Regions from separate parts of the Mus musculus genome. Here all the other regions are linked to region 2. A link is a contact called in public Hi-C and HiChIP or PLAC-seq data. All regions are on one chromosome and are shown on one strand. Each heading gives the region's core, a stretch centred on a gene start, on an enhancer-like site or on the middle of the called end of the contact. The rest is flanking DNA. Distances are from core to core; before and after follow the strand shown.

The links. Hi-C and Micro-C count contacts between places; a contact is called where the count stands out from the background. HiChIP or PLAC-seq counts read pairs in DNA pulled down with a chosen protein or histone mark.
Region 1: a BATF HiChIP or PLAC-seq map of CD8 T cells shows a contact between it and region 2, with 7 read pairs. The contact joins two enhancer-like sites. A contact is called at or near these places in 6 of 484 Hi-C or Micro-C datasets (the HL-1 cell line, Th1 cells, Th2 cells and 3 more), 3 of 115 datasets of contacts at active chromatin or transcription factors (CD8 T cells, Th17 cells and pancreatic cancer cells) and 1 of 9 other capture datasets (embryonic stem cells).
Region 3: a Hi-C map of Th2 cells shows a contact between it and region 2, with 1.8 times the contacts expected there. The contact joins the promoter of Syt16 here to the enhancer-like site in region 2. A contact is called at or near these places in 2 of 39 promoter capture datasets (neutrophils and pre-B cells), 1 of 15 datasets of contacts at CTCF or cohesin (the NIH/3T3 cell line), 2 of 484 Hi-C or Micro-C datasets (the HPC-5 cell line and Th2 cells), 1 of 115 datasets of contacts at active chromatin or transcription factors (large pre-B cells) and 2 of 9 other capture datasets (adipose tissue and liver).

Annotation. Positions count from the first base shown.
Region 1 is chr12:73,695,486-73,700,143 of GRCm38.p6, forward strand. It overlaps Prkch (protein kinase C, eta), which reads left to right. Exons shown (of 14, transcript NM_008856.4): 5 at 702-790; 6 at 2,432-2,561. Among named protein-coding and RNA genes, the nearest start is that of Gm34189, 84 kb to the right of the region's middle. Within about 2 kb of position 3,111, at least 49 of the 459 cell types and tissues checked have an H3K27ac peak or open chromatin away from gene starts, as enhancers often do. A contact at or near this core is called in CD8 T cells, Th1 cells, Th17 cells and 2 more, where this site is marked.
Region 2 is chr12:73,840,703-73,845,582 of GRCm38.p6, forward strand. No RefSeq gene overlaps it. Among named protein-coding and RNA genes, the nearest start is that of Gm8075, 48 kb to the left of the region's middle. Within about 2 kb of position 1,704, at least 95 of the 459 cell types and tissues checked have an H3K27ac peak or open chromatin away from gene starts, as enhancers often do. A contact at or near this core is called in CD8 T cells, the NIH/3T3 cell line, Th1 cells and 3 more, where this site is marked.
Region 3 is chr12:73,996,229-74,000,971 of GRCm38.p6, forward strand. It overlaps Syt16 (synaptotagmin XVI), which reads left to right and starts at 1,549. Exons shown (of 8, transcript NM_001364282.1): 1 at 1,549-1,635.

The DNA of each region.
Region 1 (4,658 bases), core at 1,861-4,360, 140 kb before region 2:
GCCACCATATCCAGCTTCTTGCTCATTCCATATACACTACGACACCCTTATAGGGCTGCAAACGGGAAAGCATATTGTCAGAGTTCTAAATATTCACACAGCTGGTTGAACCGTTCTGCAAGTGTTTATTCAACTGCCCATTCAGCCCCCAGCATCATTCAGGGAATTCCGGGCAGGCCCCAGCCACATGTGGAAGATTTGAAGTAGGAGTCAGTCTGAGGGGCTGTAGGAAATCAGAGGAGGAGAGGCAGTTTGGGGTGAGATATTCTTTGGGTTTTATCTTGTCATAAGCATTAGATGCAGTTACCAGGTGAGTAGGCTATGTTGGAGAGGCAGAGAAAGGCCATACGTTTGGAACCGTGCTGGGTTTGAACACTGTTGATGGACATGAGAAACCCACTGGAAGTGTTCAGGCATGGACAGAAATGACCAGGGTTATACTGTGAAAAGATTTCTCTGAAGGATGGGGCGCAGTCAGGAAGGCGAGGACAGCTTAGGACAAGATGGCAGACAGCTTGGATGTAAACAAAGGTCTTGTTAGGATGGTGTCAGTAGATGCAGGAAGGATGAGGGCACTGGCTGCCAGGATGTGGCCAGACATCCAAGCCAAGTTTCTGGCATGGGCAGCTTTCGTTGACTGCTGCAACTGGCTGTCCTAGGAGGCTCTGATAAATGTGTAATTGCTGGATTTAATTTCCCAGTGTGCACCTGCGTCGTCCATAAACGCTGCCATCATCTAATTGTTACAGCCTGCACTTGCCAAAACAATATTAACAAAGTGGATGCCAAGGTAAGTGAGTGCTAGTTTGCTGACTAAGCACAATTCCCTCTGTGTGTGCTCTCTCTCTCTCTCTCTCTCTCTCTCTCTCTCTCTCTCTCTCTCTCTCTCTACTCTTCCCTACTCACCTCTCCCCACAGCCCTCCCATAGTCCTTAGGACCCACAACAGTGCTGCTGGAATTTGTATTTCTGTTCTTTGGCAGTCTGACCTCACTTTGCCTAGTGGTAACTTTGCCTCACTTCCACAGAATGCCTCCCCATAACTACCCATACTAACATAGTATATGGATAGTAACCCATAACTACCCATAGTAACCCATAACTATCCACAGTAACCTGTACTAACAGGAGAAAAGGGTTACTTTGTCTTGTGGTTTTAGATACTTCAGACTGAAGAATGGGGAGAGCTGTACAGAGCAGAACAGTTCCCGGCAGGGTGGAGAAGAAACTGATTCTGAGACTTAGGGTGGGGTATTACCTGCAAAATTCTGCCACTAAGAATGGACTTTTAAAAAGCTAGATCCCACCTCTCAGTGACTCTGTAGCCATGCTCAGTGGCACTACTGACTGGGGACCCCTGAATTTTGAACACAAGCTTGTGAGACTTATTTAGCATTCAGAGCATAACACCTTGCAAGGACACAGTCAGTGTTCAGCTGATCAAAGATGTAGACACCACTTACACTGTTCTAGAGAGAGGACTCTAGTTGGGGGAAAGAGGCCTGGGCCTATTATATAGCATCTGGCTTTTCCAATGCTGAGGCCTGCCTCCACTAGTGATCCTTGTCAGCCCAGGCCTGATCCACAGCCTCTGTGTATCAGTCTGAAATATCTGGGCCTCACTCGTGTGTATTAGCAGCAGTTAAATTGAATTGACAAGTATGTCAACTGTACATAATGCTTGCTAAGCAAAGAGACACTGGGCCTCCTTCAGCCTCGTAGGGACTCCAGGGAAATGTGTTTAAGCTTCCGTTGCGTTTCCCTGGGATGGGCAGATGTTCTAAATTCAAGAGGGAGAAAGCAAGGGGAGTGTTGTTGAAACTTAGTGGACTTGCAGATGCTTGGGAAAGCCCAACTTGGGGACTCATGACATGAACATGCATGATAGTGAAACACACAGAGAGATATGAACTAGAGCTCGTAAAGGAAAGAGGCCAGGAAAGTCCAGAGAGGAACAGTCATTGTCTTACCCTTTCTCATGCTGCACCTGTAGTTTTTGCTTCAATTTGTAAGGCTGACCAGAGAGCATATGGCAAGGGGGTACAAGAGATATGACACATAAGAGACCATTAAGTTGGCACTCACTTTGTCTATAAGCAAATGCCAGAGGCTAGAGGGGCTGAGTGAGGTGGCCACTGCAGGGTCACTGTGGCATGACGCAGAGAGCGTTTTGATCCGAATATAAAAGATGAAGGAAATGATAACTTCTCCTTCTTTCTCCAAATGGTGAATGGTTCATCATATACCTATATCCTGTATCTTAGTCCTGTCTTATTCATCAACAAAGTGTGCTAAGATCCAAATAGCAGGACAGTTCTGCATGGTATAATAATATACCCAGCACGGGTGTCACCATAATCCTCGTCATTTCCCACTCCGGTCATCACAAAAGACATTGCTGAGAGAGTTGACCTATCCTCCTCTTCCCCCAGATTGCAGAACAGCGGTTTGGCATCAACATCCCACACAAGTTCAACGTTCACAATTACAAGGTGCCCACGTTCTGTGACCACTGTGGCTCCCTGCTCTGGGGGATAATGCGACAAGGACTTCAGTGTAAAAGTAAGGAGTGCTGGCTTCCTCCTTCTCTCTGTGACAGCATTGTACTATAAGCCTTTGAAGTTCTGTGGGCTTATAATCTGACCTGGGGCTGATGGTTTACATATTAATACCTGAGTTGTGTTATTTAAGCATCACTGGTTGGGCTGGAGTACATGTAAAGAGAAGTGTGTCAGATCCCTATAATAATATAGATTAAATTAGAAGTTACATCTAAAGATCTACTGTGCTAGTTGTTGGCTACTTGTTGCTGAGTATGCTTTTAAGAGGCATTTGAAAGAGGGCTTTGAAAATGGGTTCTCTGAGAGAGAGAGAGAGAGAGAGAGAGAGAGAGAGAGAGAGAGAGAAAGAGAGAGAGAGAGCACAGGTGGGAGGAGGTATAGCTGAATGACCAGAAGAGAAGGTTTGGGTTCTAAGTGAGAACTGGCTCTCATCAGAAGTAGGGAGCAGTTGAGCTGTCACATTAGCAGGAGCTGCGTGGGTTGTCTGCAAGAGTCCTGTGGTGTGACTGAAGAAGCTGGTAGGGCAAAGAGCGAGAGCTGAAGCTTTGATGGTGGCTGGCACCTCACCAACTGCACACGGTGCTGTTTGGAGCTCTTGCCTTTTCAAAGGCTCTGAGTGGGGTAAAGGCCAGCACCTGTTTTGTTAGGGGTTGTGGAGCTATTGGCCCGGAGTCATTTTCCATGAGTATGTGATTATCTGGGGTGCACCTGAAGCCTTATGAGACACACACTAGGATGACAACTTTCGTTGGCTGTCTGGGACAGTCAAACTGTCTGTCAGCAAAAGGGACCAAATTCTAGCAAGGCGTAGTAACTCATGCCTCTAATTCCAGCACCAAGGGTCGATCTACATAGTGAGGCCCAGAGCAGCCTGGGGTAAGAAGAAAACCAGCACAAACAGCCCATCTCTCTGGCCCTGTGGCACCGTTTTTCATTCACCTGAAGCAGCAGCAAGCTTAAGTGAAGCAGCAGCTTTGCCTGAGGTGTTGCTTGCTACTGGTCTCAGGCTCTCACGGGGAGTGAGCCACTTCCGTTTTCCTGTATTTCCGGCTAGGGTACAGATCCACACATAGGGATCACCTGTAGCCCTCTGTTCCCGGGTGCCCCAGAGCAGCAGACCTGCAGTGACTTGACTCCTTCAACTTTTGGTTTTATTGCCACAGGGCTTTTCTAAAAGGCCTTTGTCGTTTGCATCTCTCTATACCAGTCGATTTCCCATGAAGCTAATGGAGCTTAAGCATCAGGGCCTCTCTCTGCTTCACGCGGTGTCCGTTTTCATAAAGAAAGCTTCCCAAAGGACAAACGCAATCCCCATAACGTCTAGGTTGTTCTGTGTCTCCAAAGACGGAGTGGCTCCATCGAAGAGACATTTATTGCACAAGGCTTCAGCCGGGCCTTCTGTCAGCAGGACCCACTTCAAGAAACATGATAGTAATTTATGTCTGCCGATTAAACCTGGGAGCTGTCATTGTCCCGGGAGCTTCACAGATAACAAGAAATGTAGCTTGCTTTGCTCCCTTCTCCAAATGTCATTAACCCTGACCTTCAAACACTTCAAAGTTTGCTATTTTTTTTCTTCCCTATAAAACAGTTAGAACCACAGCCCTACCGGATGTTCTTTGTGGGCTAGGAGTACCACCCAACCACAGCAGTACCCGGAAAGAAGGTGCATAAACCCTTCAGAAACCCATTTCCACCTTGTTTGAACAGTGACCAAGCTGCAGCCTGGAGACTGCTGCCTTTATTTAATGGCAAGAGGGAGTGCAGTCAGTTAGCATGATCCTTTGTTATCTAACCGCCCCGTGATGGTCTCTGTGATGAGCATCTTCATCTCTGTATCGTGTCTTGCTGCCAAGGCAACTGTTACGTGTGATTTAGATGAGTCTATCCTCTCGAGCCACGGTGAAGAGAGTCAAAATCTATTATTCGAAGCCTGCTATTCTTTCATGCTCTAGCATTTCTGCCTCTGCACTAATCAGAAGCAGGGAAAATGCCAGGACTTGTTCTAAATGCGAGTTTAATCTTGTGAGATCACACTGCCAGCTGCCCGTATCGTTCTTCTGTCACAGTCGTTAGGCTACCGATGTTCCCTGCAAGC
Region 2 (4,880 bases), core at 454-2,953:
GAGATGATAGAATACGGTATCATTGTAAAATATTCACATCCAACTGACATTCTCTTACATGAGTTCCTATGATCATGGTTTTGTGTTTCTATACTCAAGAACAGGGCGGAGGGGGGAATGAAATTGAAATATTGCTGAAAAATCCTGCCTACAGATGCAACACTTGGCAAAGACTCCCAGGCACTCCGAAGACTCAAAGCCCACCAGAACCTTGTTGAAGTGGAAATTTCTGGTTTCTGTGGAAACTCGGTTGTGTTCACATGATGTTTTGCTGGAAGCGGTCTTGTGAGAGGATGTTTTATGGAAGCAGACACGTGAGAGTTTGTATGATGTTTTGCTGGAACAGGCGCTTGAGAGGGTGCATGGCATTTAGAAAGAGTATAAATAGAACCCCACAGACTCTGAGAGGATGCTCTTGCATCGCCATGTCGGGCAGCACTTTGCTGGTCTTCACTGGTCTCCACTTCGTAGAGAGAAACTCACCAAAGAGCTTCTCGCGGTATTCCAGCCAATGCTTGCCATTTCTGCTGACCCTGCAGATTCAGAGGAGCCTTGCGATTTCTGCTGGATCGAGCTGCTGCTGCTACTGATTCATGTTTGGTGTTTGCTATTGGACTGGGCTGCTGGTATCCTGACAATAAAGGTTGGAGTTGCTCCAAAAAACTACTTCTAAACAGGTCCACAACCCCTTTTCCTATTAACCTTCTTTCTCCACGACTTTCTCTCTACTCTCCGGTTGGTGGGCTAGAAGGGAGTTTGGAACATTTAAAAACTCTAATTAAAGTAGATTTTGAAAAGTCTAAGCCTATGCCTTGTGGTACCCAGGACTTTGGCAATCAACAGAGCAAACCAAAGAACTAAAGGGGCCATGCATTGCACATGGCAGGGGTGGGGGTGTCTTCTAGGCTGCTGCAAAGCACCAGAGAGTGTGGAAAACATCCCTAAACTGTTTTAAGACTGATCTAGGACCTCAGGAGGTGGCTCTACAGGTAAAAAAGCCCACTGTATGAGCATGAAGACCTGAGTTTATACCCCCAGTACACACATAAAAGCTAAATGTGGTGATATATATCTGGAACTCCAGCATTGAAAAGGTTGAGATGGGGCTCAGGGTGACATAGAGGGACTCACTGGGCAGGCCACCTAATTGAAACAGAGAACTCCAGGTTCAGTGAGAGATGCTGCCTCAAAGCCTAACATGGAGAATAATAGACGAGGTTGCCCAAAGTCGACCTCTGCCCTCTACCTGTACTCCACAAAAGTGTGCATACCCAAACACACGCAGAAGACCGTTTTAGATCCACCATCTCTCAAGTGGTATCAGGTGAGATCAACTTAACAAAGACGAAGCTTCTGACCACAAAGGACTGATGGTTTTCAACTTGTTGCTGCCTATCAGAAAGAAACGTTACCGAGAATGAAACCATTGAGCAAAGGTTGAGAGTGTGAACTGGGGGTGGGGTGCACATGGCTGGCTCTGGCTACCTCTGTCTGTGAAAGGAACAAACTATCACTTATCTCCCAAGCCCTTTCTTATGTCAACAGAACAACCCCCTGGTTCATCCGCCCCTGATTCATACACCTCTGATTCAGTAGGCTCAGTTTGAGGGGAGGTTTTGATTTCTACGGTACAGATGCAGTTGCTAGTAGGTGAAAGGCAGTGCGTTTAGAGCCTCTCTTCCAGCCCTGGGGCTTCTACTTCCTGTCTCTCTCTCTCTCTCTTTTCTTATTAAGGTTAAGCATGAGTCATCACTCTGGTTAAAGGAGAGAGAGAGAGAGAGAGAGAGAGAGAGAGACGGGTTCTTTGCCAATACATCTGTGCAGTGATTCTGAATCAGAAACTGTCCCCACACAGGAGATTTGTGAGGCTGATACATCGGGAGCTGTTCTTATCTCCCCACACACACCCCAAGCCACACCCCTTACCCTGTGTCACTTCCAGGAACCTCGCCTGCAGATGTATGTCAGAAGAAAGTCTGGAAGGGATGAGTTGTATCACCGTCATTTCTCAACTTTAACTTTTATTTTATTTGCGTGGTGTGTGAGAGATAGATGTGTGTACATGTTTCTCTCTCTCTCTCTCTCTCTCTCTCTTTCTCTCTGTGTGTGTGTGTGTGTGTGTGTGTGTGTGTGTGTGTGTGTGTAAAGAATCTGGGTATGTTGAAACATGTCTTTAATTCAAGCATTTGCACTTGGAAGCAGAGACAATTGGATCTCTGTGAGTACCCTGACAGATGAGCTACCATAGTGAGATTCTCTTGCAAAATTTTTTGTTTTGAGAAGACTATAGTTGTCTCTTCATAATTATATACTGACATAAAAGTTTCCACTCAATCTTCTTTGAAGATATGAATTTAATAATGACTATATTGAACATCTACTAGACAGCAGGTACTATCATAAGGATTTTATATACAACTTCCTATTTAATTATCATAGTAAAGAAAGCATAGTGTAGCTGAGAAAACCAAAGACAAACAGTTTGGAGGCAGAGGGTAGGCTACAGAGACAGCTCAGTGATTAAGAGCACGAGCTGTCCTTCCAGGAGACACAGGTTCAATTCCCGGGACCCACAGGGCAGTTTACAAGCTGTAACTCCAGTTCCAGAGGTTCCAGTGTCGTCTTCTGGTCTCCAAAGGCACCAGGCACATACACGGTGCACAGACATACCTGCAGCAAAACACCCATAAAATAAAATAATGAAAAAAGTTTAAAACAGACCTTAAGGAACTTATTCAGATCCACACAGCCATAAAGGAATGGAACCTGGCCTCAGAAGTAGGCTAGTAAAGGATAAAGCTACATGGAATTGTTCTATGTGCATGTAAGGGAATTATACCTACTCCATGAATTCATACACACATGAAATTAGAAACTTTAGGTTTTAGTAAATGTCTCACTTCACTGATAGCAACTGACTTCTTAATTAACATTTTTAATGTTTGCATATTTATTTGGGGTATGTGTATGGGCATCTAAATGCCATGACACCTTATGAAGTTTCGAGGACAATTTGAATGTTTCTGTTCTCTCCTTCTACCATGTGAGTTTCAGGGGTTGAGCTCAGGCTGGGTGACCCCTGAACCATCTCACCATCCCAATACTGACTTTTTTTTTTAACATTCATGCAAACGTTAATAATACCGTAATACTTTACGTCTAATCACCCAACACTCTGAGTGGTTAATTCTATGTATCAACTTGGCTGAGTCATAGTGTCCAGACATGGGTCAAATATCATTCTGGATGTTTCTGTGAAGGATATTTGTGAAAGAATTAACATTTCAATTTGTGGCTTTGATGTGGGTGGGTCTCCTCCACTCACACAAAGACTTGAACAGATGAGACTGGCATGTTCAGGACAGTTCAGACATAGACAAGACTTGAAGTGGAATAAAACCAAAAGCAACAAAACAAACAAACAAAAAATCCATTGACCTCCCCCAAATACAAGGAGACTCTGGTAACAGGTGCCTTCAAGCTAGAACTGCTGATTTTGAGCTTGCCAGTCTTCATGACTGCAGGAGCCAATTTGTTGAAATACATCCTACTGGTTCTGTTTCTCTAGAGTACTCTAAAATACCACCATACTTCACAAGTCAGAAGATAACATTTGACAAAATATAAGCCAACATGAGACATAGTTTCAATATTGACAATGCTAGAAAAACAAAAATGATTTGGAGCCAGCAAGAGAGCTCAGTGGGTAGAGAGGTATGTGTTCCCAGGACTGACAACCTGTGTTCCATCTCTGGATCCTATAAAATAACAGGAAAGAACAGAGTTCTGAGAGTTATTATCTGACTTCCAAATGTATGCCATGGCATGAACATGCCTGCACACACACACATAGATAGATAGATAGATAGATAGATAGATAGATAGATAGATAGATAGATCGGTCTTAAGCCAATAGTTTGAAGTTTTTTGGAGCTTAAGAAGCCTAGGCCCTAATTTACTGCTTTGGGTTTTTCAGAAATAGAATTCAGGAATGCATATTTTTGTTAAGCCCTATTCTGTGTCACTGTGTTGGTTAATCTCAATTGTCGACCTGATGAACTGCTAGGCATCCCTGTGAAAGACCTTGATTAGGCTAATTAAGATCAGATGACCCATCCACTGTGAGTGGCGCTATTCCCTGAGCTAAGGTCTTGAACTGTACAAGGAGAAGCTGAGCTGAGCTGAGCGTGAGTGTTCATTGTTCTTTCTCTGCTCCTTGGCTTTGCATGCAGTGTGACTGGCTGCTCAGGCTCTGCCACTGTGACACCTCCACAATGATGGACTGGAACCTAGAGCTATGAGCCAAAATAAATTCTTCCTTCATTCAGTTGACTTCGTCAGGTGTTTTATCATAACAACAGGAGAAGTAACTAAGACCAATTGCTGACTGGAAAGAACTGCATTGTAAGAAACTAGGATGACTTCATACCAGTCTAAAGAGTCAAGGCTTTGCTACAGTAGCAAATAACCCCCAAATCCCAGTGTTCATGCCTCATGAGTCAAGGCTTTGCTATAGTAGCAAATAACCCCCAAATCCAGGTGTTCATGCCAGCTGGGCAAGGGGTTTGTCACTAGAATACTTTTCCTTGAGCTCTGTGCATTAGGTTCCTGGTAAGAAACAGATGACAAACATGCCTACGTAGTAAAGGAGATGTTGCTAGATGAGCTAGTTATAAAGGTGCGGATGAAGGTGAGGATAGCCAACATCAGTGAACAGGAAATAAGGGGAGGCATCACTCAGCAAGAACTGGAGATCTTTGACAGAGGAATACCCCTGTCCCGTGACAACCTGAGAAGGAAAGGTTAAAGGTAATAGGTATCCCAGTGTTCCTCTCCTTTGCCTTCTGAGTTCTGGTTACTTCTCTTCATTAGTGGCAGAG
Region 3 (4,743 bases), core at 299-2,798, 160 kb after region 2:
CCAATCTTTAAGTCCACTAGTTTCTTAGCCCTTTCTAGGTGTCGTCTGGTTCTACTGCCCACATGTCACTCATGAAACCCAGGCTTTGGGTCATCATTATCCCTCTTATAATTTAGAAAAACACTTTAATGACTAAAGAGCTTCACCAATGTTCTGCCCCTTGGAGCCAAACCCACCTCTCTACCTTGATGATCAAAATAGCTTAAGATGAAGATTTTCGAGCTTCAGACAGGTTCACAGTTCTTGAGGCGTTTTTAATGCTCTTCTTGTGTCTCTTTGTTTGGGGACCTACCATCACCACCGAGGGTTGTTAGAACTAAAACATGAACCTGGTGTCTATGCTTGAGAATCACATGTGCCGTAAACAGATTAAAATGAAAGCCGCAGCCAGCAGAATGTGGATGCGGTTCACCCTCATCGTGCTGACTCCCTCACCTACATCCTGTGGACTGATCAGAGAGGACCCTTTTGTTGTTTTCCGGTATTTTCCTTTGCCCACCTGGTCAGACGGCAACTGTTTCTGATTCTGCTTTGCACCTGAATTCTGTTGGTGCCCAGCGATGCCTGAGATGACGCCCACTGGCATCCTTACTGTTTGGGTTAAATGAGTGGCCTCAAGCCGACCAAAGGCATCGTGCCTGCACAAACAACAACGAAAAACAAAAACCCAATGCCTTCCCGTGCTTAGGCTTTGAGTTTGAGCCACTTGATGCTTCCCCATGTGGTGGTGGTTTCTCATTTGCTACTGGTCCCTAAATATAGCAAGGATCTTTCAGTAATTGGTTTATAGCATTCAACAAGATGTACTGCGAACAAACGCCCACAGGTGGACTCATTTCAAAGTCCTTTTAACCGCGATGGTCCTTGAGGCAATACTGATTGCTTTTCTCGTGGAGCTGGTCCTTTAATACAAGTCATCGGAGCCGCCTGTGGTCTGGCTCGCAATTATCCACTCGTTAGTCACCCATCCTGTTCACATCTAATTAGTTAATTGGCCATTTATTCACTAACTCATTAATTCACGCAGGTTTCCAGTTAGAGTCCTCCATTAAGTCGCTTAATAGAGATCTGATAGCCTACTACACACAAGGCTCTATTTTCACCTTGGAGACAAAACAAGAGGATGAGAGGAGTCTTGGTCCTCACACACAGGAGGCACCTGTGTGATCCTTGCTTCTCTCTCCCCCACCTGCTCCCTGCTTTGCTCCTTTGAGCTAGGGCTCAGGGTCGACATTGCTGGAAAGAAGCACCAGGCCCGGATGAATTGAAAAAAGCAAGGCAGGATACCAAGTGTTTGTTCAGCGGGAGAATAGAGCGGGCAAGAAACCTGGAGAGGAGCGGGCCAGGTTGCTAGCTGCTTTGTCTTAGGGAGGGATGATGCTACGGGCTGGGCAGGGCAGGTTCGGTGGCGGTCGGCTCCGCTAGGGTGTGGGGACGCTGGCGGGGGCGACCCAGCTGGCAGCCACCACGGGGCTCGGGGCGGCGCGACGGGGGCGCGCGGCGGGAGCGTCTGTGCGCGTCGCGGCCCTCGAGCGCGCGGGGCCTGTCGAGAACGCGCGCGGCCGGGCGCGGCGTGGGTACCCCAGCCGCGGGCGGCCGCCCTGCAACCCCCCGACGCGACCATGGCGACTGACAGTAAGTGCGGGGTTCCCCGGGGGCGGGGGCAAGGCATCCGGGGTGGCAAGTTCTCCTCCCGCGCGCGCCTGCCTTTGTGCCCAGCTCGCGGGGGCAGCGACCGGGTACCCCATCTCCGGAGCCCGCCCTTGTTACCGTGCCCATCACCTGCTATGGCTGACAGGACTGGATAGGGTTGGGGATCCGAGGACCTCTCAGGAGGGATGCAGCACCCGACTGGAGGGGACACTTGATGCTTGAAGGCAGCAGGGCTGGGCCTCGCAGCCCTTTGGGGACTGCCTCCAGGCCCACAGCCAGTTTTTAGGGAGCCCAGTATTGGGGCGCTGTGAGTTCAAGGTTTTCCTGGAGTTCTGGGTCAGATTGGCACGCCCTCTTCCTGGTGGGTGGCCCCACTGGGCTCTGTTCTGGGGCTCTGAAGCCACAGACCTTGCCTGGCTGCCATGGAGAGTGAATGAAAGGGGCGTGCAGAGAAGGAAGGTTGACACCGAAGACTGGAAGAGTTGCAAGGCTTCAGGCTGGCCTGCTGTTGGCATCTTGGAGTCTTTGCTGCTGTTTTTGGAAATTAGGGTTACCGCTAAGAAAACTGGTTACATGTAGCTGTAGCTTGACCTGTTAGTGGAACCTCAAAAGGAGTGCAGAGTAAAATAAGTCACAACACTTGTCTTAGACTTAGCATCTAAAGTCCTCAGCAAAAGTCATGGCACACAGTAGGGACTTCATTCACTGAATGTACCATGTGATTACAGACAATAATAAGGCAATTTTGAGAGATGAGAGGGGACAAAATAGGTGTTGAGGGTCAAAATTTCATTATTTTTTCCTTCAAACTTATCATTATTCAGTCAAGAACACAGCTTGCATACAGTACAGAGGATGCACAGTTTCGAGTTAAAAGCTATGATGACATTTTTATATCCCAAGTCCCTCAGTAGTGGGATTGTGGCCCTGTTCCCAACCTTAAAACTGTGGCTGTTGGATTTAAAGGCTCAAGTCAGTAATCCCAGGACTTGAGCGGCTGAGGCAGGAGGATATCAAGTTACAAACCCTGTTTCAAAAAAAGTATATGTATGTGTAGATTATGTGTATACACATGCGTAGTGAGCCTGCCATACCCGGGAAAGTGATGGGTATCTATCTCATAAGTAGTAGGCATGCAAGAGAAATGGACATGTGTGTGGTTGCTCACTCATCTCCCATTCGCCATCATTTCGTTTGTGTGGCGACACCAATGGACCCTCTCTGCTTTCTGTAGATCAGGGGGTGGCACAAAATTAACTACTAGAGACAACCCTTTTTGCTCTCAGCTCTGCTTCTATGGACAAAAGTATACACATTAGGTAGGTCTAGGGGGAAGAAGCTATACATTTAGATTTTTATTAACAAAGAAACAATTGCACTTGCCCTTATTTGTGTAAATGGTAACTAAAGAGTTCCAGCGATACAGAATTTCTATCTTCAGTTCTTCAGGTAAGGGGATGTCAGGTGAGAGGCAGGGGGACGGGGAACACCATCACACAGTGAGGAGATGGCCTCACTAAGATGCATCAAACCTGGGTACAATCTGCCTCGATGTTGCCTGATTGCTTTTGTTTCGGGGTTCTCGCCTCCTTACATTTCTCCTTGAGGGAAAACCCAGCTGTAAAGCCAGGCAGAGGGCAGCCTGTTGTGCTCTGTCGTTCTTGGAAGGGATCCCAAGGAAGCTTCTCTGTGATTATAGCTTGTGAGTATAGGTAGGACACAGAGGTATTTATATATATATTTGTCTGGAAAACAGTCTTTACACACAAAAAGGATGAGAACTCGGAGAGACTGTCCTGTGTCCAGACGCAAAGTCATAGATTGAAGGGCAGTTTCAAGAGAAGTTGGGATACTCAGTTGGTTTCCAGTAAGTTATTATGAAATGGTTACGCGCCTAGGTGTGCGTTGTAAATGGTGCTACTCAGAGGTATTTTGAGCTATGTTTGAGGTAATGGGTAATTTTGTTCCAAGTAGTTTCTATTTGTCTTTCCTGTGTGGCATTTGTTGCATTATCAATACTTTTTATCAAGGATCTTCACTTTTGAATCACTGTTGCCTGGTTGTTTTGAAGGTGCCTTTTTATATGTGCATGCTCATGAGTGCACATGGGGGGTGTGTGTCTATAATCTATCTTTAAGCATGCATTTTCTCAAGGGGCTGGAGAGATTGCACTTCAACTAAGTGTGTATTCTGCTCTTCTCAAGGATCCAAGTTTAACTTCCAGCATACATTTTGGGTGGCTCACAGTCACCTGTAACTCCAACTCCAGGGGTTTCAACACCCTTGTCTGGTCTCTGAGGGTCTCTGAAAATACCCCCTCATAAACACACAGACACATATAATTTTCAAAAATAAATCTTTAAAAAAGAAAAACATTCAAGACACATTGTATGAAAGTCTTGAGTAAATAGAATATTACTAAAAAAAAAAAAAAAGAAATAAAAAGAGTAAACTCTCCAGGACAGCAGGCATGCTTTGAGTGGTTGGAGATAGCTAACTGAAGTGTGCCCCCAGAAGTCTCGGGCAATCCTTGGGCTGCTGGATCTCCAGAGGTGTTGCAGTAAGTATTCTGTATCTTAAGGAGTTTCTCTGGATTGCTTGGGTTGTTCCTGGTCCATTGCATGGATGCTCATGAGTCACCGTTGCCTGGTCCATTTAGAAGCCGATTGCTGCTAACCCACAGGCAGGCAGTCTCTACCAGCAGTCATTCCTCCCCACTCCCCTTTCCATTTCCCAGCAACCTGCAGCTACTTTATCCTCATCTTTTCAACTCCATCAGCAATGTCTACTCCTCTCAGTGTGGAAGGAAGTGAGTGAGTCAGGGCAGGAGGAGGTAAATGCGGAGCCCTAGCAGGAAAAGTTGGATTTTTACTGCCAGATGGGTGCTTGACACGTTCTAGTAGAACGTGTAGACTCTAAAAGAAAGTTGCCTGAGTGCAAATAAGTTCATTATTGAGTAAAACTATCTTCAATCCCAGTAATGACTGAGACAAATGATGACAACTATAACTTTAGGCAAAGAGGTAGAAAATTACAGCAGACCTGGAAACTTGGACAATTCATTGGTGGTGCTGTCTTCTGCAGAAAACA